Linked DNA regions of Mus musculus: region 2 is linked to region 1. A link is a contact called in public Hi-C data. All regions are on one chromosome and are shown on one strand. The core of a region is the stretch at or near the end of the contact, and the rest is flanking DNA. Distances in the headings are between cores, read along the strand shown. Region 1 holds the start of Snap91 (synaptosomal-associated protein 91). Region 2 has its middle 10 kb from the start of Gm39389.

Evidence for each region. Hi-C and Micro-C count contacts between places; a contact is called where the count stands out from the background.
Region 2: a contact with region 1 is called in a Hi-C map of cortical neurons. The contact joins the enhancer-like site here to the promoter of Snap91 in region 1. A contact is called at or near these places in 1 of 39 promoter capture datasets (hippocampal neurons), 6 of 484 Hi-C or Micro-C datasets (the N1E-115 cell line, cardiomyocytes, cerebral cortex and 2 more), 2 of 115 datasets of contacts at active chromatin or transcription factors (cardiomyocytes and forebrain) and 1 of 9 other capture datasets (pancreatic islet).

The regions. Positions count from the first base shown.
Region 1 is chr9:86,878,879-86,882,474 of GRCm38.p6, forward strand. It overlaps Snap91 (synaptosomal-associated protein 91), which reads right to left and starts at 1,571. Exons shown (of 30, transcript NM_013669.2): 1 at 1,383-1,571; 2 at 544-703. The coding sequence starts at 673.
Region 2 is chr9:86,950,577-86,954,370 of GRCm38.p6, forward strand. No RefSeq gene overlaps it. Among named protein-coding and RNA genes, the nearest start is that of Gm39389, 10 kb to the right of the region's middle. Within about 2 kb of position 2,310, at least 19 of the 459 cell types and tissues checked have an H3K27ac peak or open chromatin away from gene starts, as enhancers often do. A contact at or near this core is called in cortical neurons, where this site is marked.

The sequences.
Region 1 (3,596 bases), core at 321-2,820:
TTCAGTTCGGCTCAGTGTAGTGACATATGACACACGCGCGCACTCCCCCACACTCACACACAAATTCTGAGTAGCAGCAGAGGAAAAAGCAGGATTTTACGATTATCCAAAATGCTCTTAAGAAATTAGTGTCAAGAGTGGCCATCCACCCACCCATCAATCTCTCTGTCTCCCCATTGTGACCCTACCACCCCTCATTTCCTTTAACCTAACAGAGAGTGGAGAAAAAAAATGATTAAAAGGATGTAGCCCAAATGTACACTTTTATGCAACCGTGTGTGTGTGTGTGTGTGTGTGTGTGTTCCCTCCTCTAGGCTCTTGGAGGTCATCAGAAGAAAAAAACGGCTCGATAGACAAGGTTTCAGGGCCTATTCAAGGGGACACCTCCAAGGCCAGAGGCAGGAGCTCAGGATCTCAGGATCGACTCGATGGTGAGCCAGTTCCCAAGGCTTCTGGCAGTATTACAGACTGCCAAGGCCATGCCGCCGGCCTTTGAGCCCCTATGGTCACGCGCATGTCCCGCTTATATAAAAGGATGCTTACAGTCCAGGTGCTTCTTCTTGGGGCCCATCACCTCATGAGTGGTGGCTTTGCAGACTGCTCTTGCTACAGCAGAGCCAGTCACGCTGTACTGAGCGGCGGCGATCCGATCCGTGAGCGTTTGGCCCGACATCTTCACCGGCCGCGTCTACCGCCTCCTCTTCTGCAGGAAATAAGAGGAGATGGTCCGGCTTTCACCCGCACCGCCTTAGCTGGAGCGCCCGGCCTTGCCTGCTCCCTCCGCTCGGCGGTTCTCTCCTCCGCCGACCCCGCCCTGGCACCGCCTCTTGGGACCAGCGGCGCGCCAAGCCCAGTTGGTCCATCGAGGTCCAGGGCTGTCAGCCACCCGCAGGGTAGTCCTTGCATCGTGCCACGGTCCCGCTTTCCCACACCCTGAAGCGGTCACCACATCCCGGCTTCGCCCCCTGTCAAGCAGCACTGTCCGCGCAACCCTTTTCGGTGGTGCGAGACCCGGTGCGCGTCGGGGTTACCCCGGACGCCGCGCCCAGAAGCGCGCACCTTTCGCTGCCCCGAGCCGCAACGTGTCTCCCACAGCACCGCAGGGCCGCGGCCACCTCCTTTCTGTCCTGGGGCTGCGGCGGCAGCAACGACTCCTCTTCCCTCGCCCTCCATCCCTATAGTCGGGCCGCCCTGAGCCGCGATGCGCCTCACCCTTCTCCAGTCGGATCTCAGAGGGCGGACAGCCCAGGCCCCGCCCGGCCGCTAAAGCGCCACCGAGCTGTCACCCGGCCGCCTCTGCCCTTCTCCGCGCCCTAGGATTATCCCTCGAATCCCCGGGTCCTGGAGCAGGGGAGGGGACCCGTGCGGCCCAGCGTACTCACCCCGCCCCAGGAGCACCGCAGCCCGGACGCCGCGCGAGGTAGCTGAGTGCAGACACGCACCGCCCTGGTGTCCCCGGGCCGCGATGCCTGTAGCCCCGGCCCGGCCCCTGTCTCAGCTCCGCGGTCCCCGCGGTCCCCACCCGCCGCCGCCTCCGCCAGCGCCGCCGCGTCTCTCTAGCGCTCGGCGCAGCGTCCCCATCCCCGCCCCCACCTCAGCTGGAGCGCCTGCGACGAGTCAGGTGACGGCAGCCGACGAACCCGGGCCAGTCCTCTGCAGAACGCCAGCGGCCCCCTCCCTGTCGCTCCTGCTCGCCGCCCCCCTCGGAGCCGCGGCTTTAAACGGGAGGAGGGCCGCACGCGAGCATCCCTGGCGGGCGACGGCGGAGGAGGGGGTGGGACCGGAGGGGCGCCGCGGCTCTATGGCTTGCGTTCTTGCGCGCGCCCTGCGTCCCCGCGCGCACCCGCTGCGTCCCCGGGCGGACCTGGTGCGCGCGCGCCGCGCATACCTGCCGGGCAACTGCAGGATGCTCGGGGATCGCCGCGGGCGTGGGCCTGGGGAGAGGGAGGGCTGTGAAGGCCGAGGCAAGGGCGGCAGCGTGCGCTGCCAACAGAGCCCAGCCCCTTCTCCTAAGAAGCGTGCCTGTGACTAGCTGGCCTGTCCTCGGCAGTAGAGGCCCAGATGGGCAGGGCGATTTGAAATGTCAGATTCTGTGGCCACGCGACCGTTACCTGTGCACCCTCAGCTCCTTGAGGCTGCTCCACTAGTCTCAGTTACAACGGGGAGCCGAGTGGGCAGGTAATTCGAGCCGCTTTAGCCTTAAAGCAATACTGAGGTATGCGGTATAGACAAGTAGCAAAGCAATTAGCTGAATGCCAGATTACACTCGTCTTGTAATCATTTGCACCCTTAAACTGTAATTTTTGCCATTTAAATATGTCGGAACGTCTTATATTATTTGAATGTCGAGTGTTATTTGCATGGGATTGGAGTCGGTTAATAATTTCATGAGTTGACATTTGTAAAGGTCATTGTCTTAACTATTCTTTTAAATTCCCACGGTTAAGATCAGAAGTTCCCTTAGGTACTTCCCTGACATATTTTCTGGCTTTACACAGGTGACCTCTGTTCAGTCCCCCAAGGTCATATACGCCTACTTACACACATCAAGGTTCTGCCTTGTAGTTTTTCTCTTGGTCCGGTGTTCAATACCCAATCATAACTTCCTAACAGCTGGGGCTGATCCCAGCAGCAGCAATTAGAAACCTTGTTGACTAAAGAAAGAAAGATCAAGACCACCACCAAAAAGTTATGTACGTATTACTATATGACCCCCGCAGTCCTGCACAGTATTTACCCAATTGGGGGGGGGGGGAACCAGACACACACATTTTTCTCTTTAAACTTTCACTCAAAATTAGTAGCAGCTTATATAATGGCCCCACACTGGAGGAAAACCAGTCTATTGATAAATAGCTAAAGAAAACATGGCATATCCACACAACAGAATACTACTTAGCAATAACAAGACAGAAATGAACAACATGGATGAATTTGAGAACATACGATGCTTCATGAAAGAGGCCAAATCACCAGGACGTTATTTACTATTTTGATCCATTTATGTAACAGAGTAAGAAAGGTTTAAGTTCAAGACAGAAAATACACCAGATGCCAAGGTTCAGGACTGGGGACTGACTTCAAAAGAAAAACTATTTAAAATGATAGAAAAGGTTTATATCATGACTAAGGTGGTCGATAACAACAGTATGAATTTGGACACATAGAATTGGTGAATTTTATTGCAAGTAAACGAGAACTCAGCATATCTGATAAAGAGCTGGAGTAGCCGTATTGGTATTAGCTAAGGTAGACTTTATAGTAGGGATGTTAATGGGAAGAAAGAGGCACATTGCATAACAACAAAACTCATCAACAGCCAATTCCATATGTTTAGCCATCTAGGAACAGAACTTCAAACAGGATGGTGCAAAAGGAGCGATAGTAAATCCACAATTACAGCTGAGTTCTGCATCGTCTCATTTATAATTGATAGAGTAAGTAGACAGAAAACTATTGAGGGTATGTGTGATTCAAAATAGCCCTAACTTACTCTGTCATATAATATAGAACACTTTAGCCTGCAATAGTGGAATGCATTATTTTAAATGCTTTTAAAATATTCTCCAGAGTAGACAATATTCTTCACTGTATAA
Region 2 (3,794 bases), core at 1,060-3,559, 72 kb after region 1:
AGCTGGGAGTACAGGCCTCAGACACCAGGCCTGGTAAGATCTTCTTAAAGGTTTATTTATTTATCTTATGTTTATGAATACACTGTAGCTGTCTTCAGACACACCAGAAGAGGGCATCAGATCCCATTACAGATGGTTGTGAGCTACCATGCGTTTGCTGAGAATTGAACTCAGGACCTCTGGCAGAGCAGTCAGTGCTCCTAACTGCTGAGCCACCTCTCCCGAAGACACATTACTTTTATCAGTGCATGAATCAATTTGCAGAGATAGAATGTTTCTTTACCAGAGTTGAACAGGTAATAAATGACCACCCTTCTGTGAACTGGTCAAGGTATTCCTTCCCTGAGGAAACTGCTCATTCCGTTCAAAGAAAGATGGCATCTCCTTGTTTCCTCCACTTCATTCCCTTCGTTGGTTAACTCCTACTTTCTTGTTTTGGTTTTGGTGTTGCCTTTAAGACCGTCTTGTAGTTCAAGCTGGTTTGGGCCCAATGACCCAGACTGTGCTAGGATTACAAGCACGCACTGCCCCTCGCCCCTCACAGCGTTGTTTTGTATTATTATTTATGATTGAAGACTTTTGGTTATAATTTTTTTATATCTCTGCACAGTTTCATTAAAGCATTCCAAATTTCTTGCCTGGCATTCCTTCGACTTCCCAAAAGTCATTCTGATTTGACTTCCCCCAACTCCTCAAATAAAAGTCTATTTTTTTTTCTTTCTTAGGAGGTAGCTTAAGAAAGAAATGTATTGATTTTTTTTCTCTCTGCACCCCTTGCTTCTATTCAAGTTAATATTGGCATTTCAATAGTGTAGCACTATGCCTTGAAAATTCAGTGCTGAGACGTGATTTTTCTCTTGTCAGTTGTGATGAAGCACTGAAACACACTTTTTCTTATCACCCTGGAATATTTGTTTCTTTCTATAACTTGTATTCTTTATACTTAAGTGTAAAAGATTTGTACGAGGCTTGAAGATTGCTTTGCAGAACCATTAGATGGCAGAGATTGTATATTGATTGGCCATTCTTAACACAGACTGTTTCTTCTCCAGACTCCTGCATGCGCAGCGGTTTCTTATCATTGATGATGGCTGTAATGATGCCTTCACAGAACAATTACACCTAAATCAGGTGCAGAATCTCAGGACCCAGCAAACCAAACCAGAAAGGCACGCTTGTGCTGTGGAAAGAGAGATAATCTCTACAGGAGGGATTTGTCCTTACGTAATAAGAAGGTAACATGAAAAAGTCAAGGCAATTTCCTATGCAGAACTGTTGAGGTGAGCGCAGTGGACTAGCACAATGTATTCCTAGCCTCTTCTATGTATCACTTTGAAAATCTGTCACCAAGGCTACCATGTTGCGTTATAATTGTTTGCTATAGCTCTTTCACACCAATTAAGACTATGCTCTCCTAAAGACAAAAGCCTCGGTGAGCAGCCTCCTCTATCACTCAGGCTCAGCCTGTTACAAATTCTAAGTAGTTTTGGCTGCTGAAGATATTTAACCAATCAGCAAATCTAAAATGTTCTGAGCCGTGCACTGCTTAATTCCCATGAGGCCTGTCTTAACTTGTTTAAGAGCCTATCTATGCACAAGTCCCGCTGAGCGTTTCCACATCTGATTTAAAATAGGCTCCGGACAAGGAAACAAGATGAGGTGTGTAGCATGCAAGGGATCCTTTGACTGACAAAATTCTGTGTAATGTCAGTGGCAGCCTTGTTCAGAGGAGGTATTTCGCAAGATCTCTGTCAAAGTTTAAACACATATGCGGGAAGCTCCCAGCGAAAGGGGAGTTTCACGTGTCAGAGTCTGTCAGAACAGAGCCTATTTCTGTCAGGTGACTCAGCTCCCACACGAACACCACCAGCAGCAATGCCTGCACGTGCTGGTTTCCTACTGTGTTCTTAGCAGATGCACTAAAGCCTGCACTATTGCTATGTCCATTCCTCACGCTGTGGGTGTCACCTGAGTCAATGACATTCGCTGCTTTGGCAATAGGTTTAGGGTCCCTTTGGCCCAGTGTCTAAATTTAATAGAAGAGTATGCTCTTGAGATGAGCTGTGTAGCTCCACACGACAAATGTCTGTCCCTGTGTTGGTTGTGTTTGGCAATAATCATGTTGAATATTTGTTGAACAGTGGCCCAGTCACTCCTATAAAGCACTTTAGAGATGCTATTTCATTTGATAGTTTTGCAAGGTTTGGAGGTGGGGGAGAGGGGGAAGACATCATTGTTTTTCAGACTCAAAACTTCTAATGCCAGCAGTGGGAAGTAACTTACTTAATCATGGCCACATGTCTGCTCAGTAGCTGAGCCATGATGTAAACATGGGCAGTTTTTTTTTTTCCACAGGCCCAATGTAGGTCATCCCTAATATGTTCACTACCAAGAATCTCATTTCTTTCTGCTAACAACAGAAGTAGCAGCGCCTTCCTGAGTCTACAGGGGCCCCCAGTCCTCAGCTGTATACCCTGGCCTTATTTAAAAGTGGCAAAATGACTGAAATGAACAGGGAGAAATGTGCCTGCTACCTGTGAGTAGGAATGTCCCTAACAGGCTGTTTCTGGAAATAGGGTCTAACTAATTCTCTCTGGCCTAGAACTTTCAGTGTAACTAGGTTGACCTTGAACCCAGGTCTTTAAGGTTTAGGTTTAGATGTTTTAAGAGGCTGCATGCTAAGTGATATCTCTGTTCATCACTAGCTGTGATAATACACTATAAGTGTTTTGGCTCTGAGTGTATTTTTAGCTGCTTTATCACAATGCTGGATGTGGTATGCCTCCATCTCTCATTAGCTGGGCAGCAGCACACCAGCACATGTCAAGAATAACCAGACTTGACGTAACATGCATGGACTTGACATAATCTGTAGAACAGGATAGGATATTGTTACAAAAAAGTAAAAGAAAGCTTTTCTTTTCCCTTTACAACACAGAGCCAGGATGAGGGGTGCTATGCATACATTCTGGAAAAGCAAGACCACGCCCCTTAGTCCAGCTTCTCATAAGATGCGTGAGCACTTAAACATTAGACCAAGGCACTTGCTTAACTCCAGGGTGCACTTTTTACACACTTCCTTATTTCCCTGGGAAATAAGGCTTTTATACTTGAGAGAAAACTTTTTCAAGCCTGGAATACTATACTATGTTTCACAGATCTTAGGGTCACACAACATACCTGAGTAAGGTTATTTGAATAATACACAGTTGTCACTGGCCCATGCCCTGCTAGTCAATTTGGGATCAATCAGTTCTGTGCCTTCCACCAACTTTGTTTATGAGCCAGTGTGTCCTAAGACCCTGTGTTTGGTCCTTAGGTCTTTTGCTCTGATCACTCTCCCCAGGCCATTGGTTCTCAGCCTGTGGGTCATGACCTTTTGGGGGTCAAATGACGCTTTCACAAGTCTTGCCTAAGACCATTGGAAAACACAGTATTTACATTACAATACAAAAGAACAGCAAAACTACAGTTATGAAGTAGCAATGAAAATCCTTCTATGGTTGGGGTTCACCACACAAGAGGAACTGTATTAAGGGTCACAGCATTAGGAAGGTTGAGAACCACTGCACTAAGCTCTCACTGTTTTCTTTGTAGCCAATGGATTGGGAAGCCTTTTCCCATCTTCCTCTTTCTCCCCTAATTCTTATTTCCACTGTGATGCTCTTATTTCAGGCTTCATTATATGTGGCTCACATTAGTAAAGGTTGTTCAAATTGGCCTCTAGTTTCTTCCATTTTTCCAATAAGTGCTTCACATTGCCACAACTACTATCTGTCAAACAAAGAGACCTG